2 separate regions of the Danio rerio genome follow, and region 1 is linked to region 2. A link is a contact called in public HiChIP or PLAC-seq data. All regions are on one chromosome and are shown on one strand. The core of a region is the stretch at or near the end of the contact, and the rest is flanking DNA. Distances in the headings are between cores, read along the strand shown.

Region 1 (3,688 bases), core at 954-3,453, 120 kb after region 2:
CGATTTACTGCTCAATCTACATTCCTACTCTCACCTATGGTGTTTAGCTTTGGGTCATGACTGAAAGGATCTCAGATACAAGCGGCTGAAATGAGTGTTTTCTTCCACAGGGTGGCAGAGTACACGCTTATAGACAGGCTGAGGAGCTCTGAAACCCGGGAGGAGCTCAGAGTAGAGCCGCTGCTCCTCCACATCCAGAGAAGTCAGCTGAGGTGGCTCGGGCATCTGTTTCTGATGCCTCCAACGCCTACCTAGAGAGGTGTTCCAGGCACGTCCCATCTGGAGGACCCAGGACACGCTGGAGGGACTATGTCTCTCGGCTGGCCTGGGAACGCCTCGGAATCCCCCCGGAGGAGCTGGAGGAAGTGTCTGGGGAGAGGGAAGTCTGGGGTTCTCTCCTAAGACTGCTGCCCCCGCGACCCGGCCCCGCAAAAGCGGCAGAAGATGAATGAAAGAAAAATAATGAAAACAGAATAACGAGTTTAGTGAATCACTGCAGTCACAGCAGAGAAAACACACACTCGAGACAAAACACAGCAGTGTGTGTGTGTGTGTGTGTGTTCCTGTAATAGTTGCGTTCGCACTGAGCGCTCCTACACTCTGCTTTTCATTATCCGGGCTGCTGTTTATTGTTTATCGCAGAGAAAATAAAACTGGCGAATCTGACGTTTCACAACAAGACTGACGCCAGTGAAAGATATTTCCTAAAACCACAGAGTGTGTGTGTGTGTGTGTGTGTGTGTGTGTGTGTGTGATGATACAGTTTACTGTAAATTACGCAAATCTAAAACACAGATGATGATGTGTCGTTTGTGAAATATTCCTCCAGATGATGGAGCAGAACTCTGCTGTCAGCGCTCCTCATGCTTTACTCCTGAGCTTCTGTCTTGTGTAGTGGAGGCCGGCTGCTGTAGTGTGTGCAGGTGAAGCTCACTCCTCTGACCTGTACAGCTGCTCCATAGCAACAGAAGCTGCTGGTCACTGTCTTCAGCCTCCACCAGTTCCATCCCAGCTCAGAGCGGGTGGGTGCAGTGGGACGGGTGGGTTCGCTCATCCGGGATGGGAGTGATGTTTAGGGTTGTAATGAAGGCCAGCTAGAGCAGTGTTATCCAGGTTAACCTCACTCCTTATTGATTTATTGGCTTTACTGATATATGAAAATAAAACTTTGACTATTATAAACGTGTTTTAAGTGTTAACATGAACAGTGGCAAAACATGAGTTTAGGGAATTTTATGTTTATCTTTGATTGTAGCAAATATACAACATAAACAAAAGCTCAATATGTACACGGTCTGCACTTGTCAGTGCATTAGTGTTCTGCTAGAGTTAGAGTTTTACAATCAGTGTTGACATTATTATACATTCATTCATTTTCCTTCGGCTTAGTCCCTTATGTATCAGGGGTCGCCTGTGTCACATGTGTTTTACAACCCAGTGCTGGGAAACACCCATACACACTCATTCACACACACACTCATACACTACGGCCAGTTTAGTTAATCAATTCCTCTATAGCGCATGTGTTTGGACTGTGGGGGGAACCGGAGCACCCGGAGGAAACCCACACCAACACAGGGAGAACATGCAAACTCCACACAGAAACACCAACTGACCCAGCCGAGACTCGAACCAGAGACCTTCTTGCTTTAAGGCCGTTTATTATTAATACTACTATTAAAATATCAAGTGTTAATATTGACAGAAATATAGTCATGATCAGAGCATGCATGAGCAATAATCAGTGTTCAGTGCTCCTCATGATTTACTATGAAGGATATGAGGATGGTAAATAAACTTTCAACTTTATTTAGTTCAGAGCATGTTTAAGTTGCTCAAAGTGTTGTACAGAGATATAAAGGCAAATAATGAAGGAATAAAGTAAAAAATAAGCAATAATAGCGACATGAGTAAGTAAGAGCGCATGTGAAGGCGCAGGAGAGAGCTGAGCTCAGATGTTTCTCCTCAATAATCTCACCTTTGTATCCGTTCAGAAGGAGATCCACATTCCAGCCTAATGACCGCACCTCGCCCTTCCTGGAGCCACTGTATGCCTCCGCGCATTCCACTCTCCCGGCGTCTCTGCAGATTGTCATCACAATCCTGACCCGGGCTTTCGGTGCTGTCAAGCATTTATTGATTATTACCGTGTCCGTGTGATGCTGTCGCTCGGCGTCACTCACCGGGGACGGAGCCACCGCCGCGCTCTAATTTTCCGGCGGCGGAAGGACACACGAGCTGCATTCCTCGTATAAGAGCTGGGTCCGAGCGCCGCCATTTTAAGAAGTGGAGAAGGGAGAGCGGAGAGAACTGACGCACCGTGACCGGAGAGAATAACGAGAAACACCGGTGGATTCACTGCTTACAAGACACCAACGAGAAGGTCAGGCTCCACGGCCGCTGCACGGAGCTCTCCGGTTCAGGTAAGATTGAGTGCTGAATGCGGGAGGGGCGAGCACCCGGGGCTGCTCAGGGTTCACCGCTTGCTTTACCGTGACGCTTTTTGGTCATCACCGGTGTCTGACTGCAGGTTTGTGCGGGACACACGGAGACTTTACGGTGTTTATTTACGGTGGCTGACAGCGGCTAATGTTAGCGAGCTAGCCTTCATTCAGTCAGTGCTGTGGCTCCGGCTGATGAAGTCACAACCTGATGACCAATAATAAACACTATCAGCAGGAGCCGCAGATCAATGAGGAGGATGAGGATGATGATGAATAAACTAATCACTGATCTGCAGCATTAATGAACACGCTCATGCTCTCACTGTGGCGCTCTCATTGAGATTTTCCTCTTTGTTGGAGTCTGGTCCTGATTTAGCAGCAGTTTCTCTCCTTCAGCGGTTTTGTGTGTCATAATAACTCATTAAACACCTCGAGGATTGATTAACGTCATATAATAGTGAAGTGTGGGCTGAGCTGTGGAGTTTGGGTTTTGCTGAAACTAATGTTAGTCCAGTTAAAGTGTCAGCTGTAAGTGAATTAGCCTATGATAATCGGTATTCTTGTATATTTTTTATATCTATAATAATAATAACAGAGCTTGTCCTGCCACACAGCTTCATTTATTTGCGCTTAGCTTGTAGAAATGTGATGTGAAATTCAGAAATTCTGTGTTTTGTTCTGAAGTTCTGCTGTTGAATTCAGATTGTCGGCGGCGCGCGTTATGTCCAGCTCGTGCACGCGCTCCGCGGGCTTCACTCTGGTCCGCTTTCTGAACTCTTCTTTGAGCTGCCCTCACCGAGACAAAGATGCATTCCTGCGTGTTTGAGGAGGGCTCGGGTGTCTGAGCTCCAGGACAGCTGCTTCACACACTGCAGCCGGTGGAAACTGAACTGTCGAAACTTTTCCACGATTACGAGTCTGTGATTCGCGTGTGTGCGGGAAAAACCCTCCGCGTGTGTGTGTGTGTGTGTGTGTGTGTTTAAAAACAACAGCGGTTTCCCTTCCAAACACGCGGAGATGATGTGAAACGGCCGGCTATGAAAGAAAATAAGGTGATGCAGTGCGCCGGCAAGTGTTTTTCAGCCACTGATAAACTTCCGGTGAAAGCTGGATACGACTTTTCAACTCCGTCAGGTTCCGTTTACAGTGTCTAAAATGACATTTAATTAAGATTAGAGCTACACAATTATCACGGTAATCGCATATTTGATATAAGTATTGCACGCATGTTTATTTTTTGCATT
Region 2 (3,441 bases), core at 53-2,552:
TCACAGATAATTAGACATCATAAAATCACACTTAATGAAGATTATAAAACAGTGAGAAACAAACTGATGATCAAATAACTAAAATATATATTAACTACAGCTTGCTGGATTAGTCAAATGATATTGAAAATAAAGCTTCATTAATATTCATACCTGTCTGTCCTCGAGTGGTAAAGAGTGCTGATCTACATCAGCTTTATGGAAGAGTCTACAGTAAAATATATATATATATATATATAGATGCAAATGTGCACAAACATGCGGTGAAATCAGATAAATATCTCAGCAGTCACTGCTGTTTCAACACCAACAGGTCATCGAGTGTGTTCTTCTCTATTTAACAGTTCATCTCAGATGGCCAGAGATATAGGAGATACAGAAGTTCACTTGTGTCATAGCAGCAGCAGATTACCACAGAATATAAACTTGTGTGCATAATAATAATAAACTTAAGTGCTCTTCATATCATCTTTAATTAATCTGCTTAGGTTTTCATTTAAACATTTTAGATTTTAGTAAATAATGCAAACAAACAATATTTGTGTGTTGATGCACACTGCATTATTTCTATACAAAGATTTTGTCAAAACAGCATTTCAGAGATAAACTGGCAATAAGTCCAGCACATCACAGCACACAGAACACTCTTCATTTATCCATGCAGTAAATAAATAATGTGCACGAGATTAGCAGTGCTTTAAATGCTAAAACATCTCACAAAATCCCCTAATATACATTCTTACACTTTAAATAGCCACAAATGCATTGTGGAACAATTGTGCTTGCTCTCATGCACACACACAAACACTTGTTTTACTATCTTAGTGAGGACACTGCCCATGACTTCCTTCGTATTTCTGTCTGGATGAACTCTACTCATAAACAACCCTCACAGGAAAAAAGTGCATGATCATTATAAAGTAACAAAAGCCCGCTCTGGCTGATTGATACGTGTTTTAATTAGTGAAAATGTCAACACTTTATATTTCACTATATAAGTGAGGACAATTAAATTCACAAGTATACACACACACACACACACACACACTGTAAGCAATAAGTATGATGATCATATTAGTTCAGTTCTGTCAACACTGCACTGACTCTTAATGAACATGGTATAAATTAAAAAATAATCAAAAACATTGACGAGATGGAAACAGAACTGATCCTATTTGTAATATGTCATTTGTTTGTGTTTTCATGTAAAGTGAGTGCCACTTGAATGTAAACAGCACTAGTGCAGTGTGTGAATGCGCCACGCGGCGGCGGTGTGTTTCCCACTGACCGCTCGATCACGCTGAGCTCCATTGCGCATGCCTGACACGGAGATTGGACGTGGGAGTGTGTTTAATTCTATTAGTAATAAACAGTGACGCGGACAGGTATTGAGGAACAACTATTTAATCAATAGTCTCTTTATAAAACACTGGCTGTCGACGTACTATACGTCTGTTTGTATAACCGCTTGAGTTTTATTTTCATCGCGTCAGACGCACGTTTCTCCGTTCACGCGCTCGTCATCTAAGTTACTCGTCCGTTGCTTCCGTTGATGTTGTTTGATTCTCAGAATCGGTTGTGTTGAATCCATCAGTCGGTTTAGTGTCTGAAAGCTGATATTTGTGACACTGAGAAGTTTTAAGTCGTTTATTCCGCCACAGGTGCGGTTTTATCGTTCGCGCATGCGTCAGAGATGTTCCCGTGTGGCACGAGGATCAAACTGAAGCGGGACTCGTTTAAACCGGAGAATAAACCGGAGCCGAATAAACGGCGATGGACCGGATCTAACGTTAAACCCGTGTGTGCTGTGAATCCACCTGTGGACGGCGGCTCTCCGAAACCGGCAACAGCTGATCCAGGTACAGTCTCCTCCAAAGTGAGTGTTATTACCGGAGCAGATCCCGAGGCTATGCCGGCCTCCAAAAACCGGTTATCCGAACATAAACGCGAAATCTTCTGCCGGTTGCGTTTAGCGTTGTGCTTCGCCAGAAACAAACCGCGAAATGGCGGGAAGCGCGTGATTGTCGGCCCAACGGACGCGCATGCGCTCTCCGTTATAAACAGCGTCGAGTCTGGTAACGTTAATGTTTCCGTCGAACCGCCAGAACTCATTCCGCCCGCGCGACAATCGGTAAAACACGGCGCTCAGAACACACTCTCGCGGCCGACCGTGCCTCGGCGGGAAAAGGGAACACAGAGGAGACTGTTTGCCGGTGAGGCGAAGACCGCCATCAGGACGGAAGCGCGCAGAAGTCGCGCGAGTTTAACCGGAAGGACAAGTGCAAGTAAGAGACACATTTGAGCAACACACCTTTACCTGCTGTTTAATTGACTGAGGTAAACAAACACTGACTGTCACTGCAGACAGAGAGAGAGTTCACATCTGATAAAATATCCATTCACAGAAGTGATCTCTCGTGTTTTCCCGCCCTCCTGCTGTCAGATGATAATGCCGATCAGTGTTTAATAATCAATAGACGGATATACTGATGGAGATCATCCACTGAGCTGAATATCAGCTGCTTTCGTCATCGATAAAGAATTTTTATTTTATTTCTGACCTGCTCACTATTGTAAGTTTGTTTTCTTCTCAATTAATAGACCTGAATTTCAATTAACCTATTTACAGACTTAGAATGAAGGTCAGAATCGTAAATGTGAGTTTGGGAGTTTGTAGACTTGCGGTGATGCACCCGCAGCTATGACTATTGTTCAAGAAACTGCAGGTTTGCCAAAGGAAAACACTCATATTAATGTGGAATGGCATGAGGGAGAGTGAACCATGAGGAAGACTCCGCCTAGCTTACTGTATTTGATTTAAAGAGACAGTTCACCAGTAAATAAATAACCCAAATGTTCTACACCTGTTCAAGTTTCTTCAATTTCATTTCTTACTTAACATTTTTTGTCTTGTTTCTAGTCCAAATGTCTACATGTCAGAGTGAAAACAAGATTATTTCACGACCTCACTGTAGATAATTTCCTTAATTTATTCAATCATTCATTTTCTTGTCGGCTTAGTCTCTTTATTATTCAGTGGAATAAACCACCAACGTATCCAGCATATGTATTACTCAGCTAATGCCCTTCCAGCTGCAACACTTCACTAGGAAACACCCATACATACTTATTCACACACACACTCGTACACTAATTCCAGTTAGGGATGCAACAATTAACTGGTTTCACTATTAACCGTGATTTGATTCGTCACGGTTAATTAATCGTAACGGCTTCTCAACACCGCATTTCTGTACAGAAAAAAACTGCAGCAACTAAACAAAGTTATACCAACTGTGGACTAGTTTGTACACCAAGACTAATAACCACACACACTGGACTAACTATGACGGGGGATATTAACTAAGGTCAAGCTCATCCAGGTTCGTTATTTCCAATGGAGGGACACGCACGCAACGCAACACACTCGCGCTTTTCAGG

Evidence for each region. HiChIP or PLAC-seq counts read pairs in DNA pulled down with a chosen protein or histone mark.
Region 1: a contact with region 2 is called in an H3K4me3 HiChIP or PLAC-seq map of gastrula embryo, with 3 times the contacts expected there. The contact joins the promoter of cfap44 here to the promoter of topaz1 in region 2. A contact is called at or near these places in 2 of 4 datasets of contacts at active chromatin or transcription factors (embryo and gastrula embryo).

Annotation. Positions count from the first base shown.
Region 1 is chr19:51,432,004-51,435,691 of GRCz12tu, forward strand. It overlaps cfap44 (cilia and flagella associated protein 44), which reads right to left and starts at 2,204. Exons shown (of 34, transcript XM_073931981.1): 1 at 1,979-2,204. The coding sequence starts at 2,096. ctnnb2 (catenin, beta 2) reads left to right here and starts at 2,294. Exons shown (of 16, transcript NM_001001889.1): 1 at 2,294-2,423.
Region 2 is chr19:51,316,932-51,320,372 of GRCz12tu, forward strand. It overlaps topaz1 (testis and ovary specific TOPAZ 1), which reads left to right and starts at 1,303. Exons shown (of 19, transcript XM_073931970.1): 1 at 1,303-1,385. It overlaps si:ch73-359m17.2, which reads right to left and starts at 2,211. Exons shown (of 7, transcript NM_001083874.1): 1 at 1,818-2,211.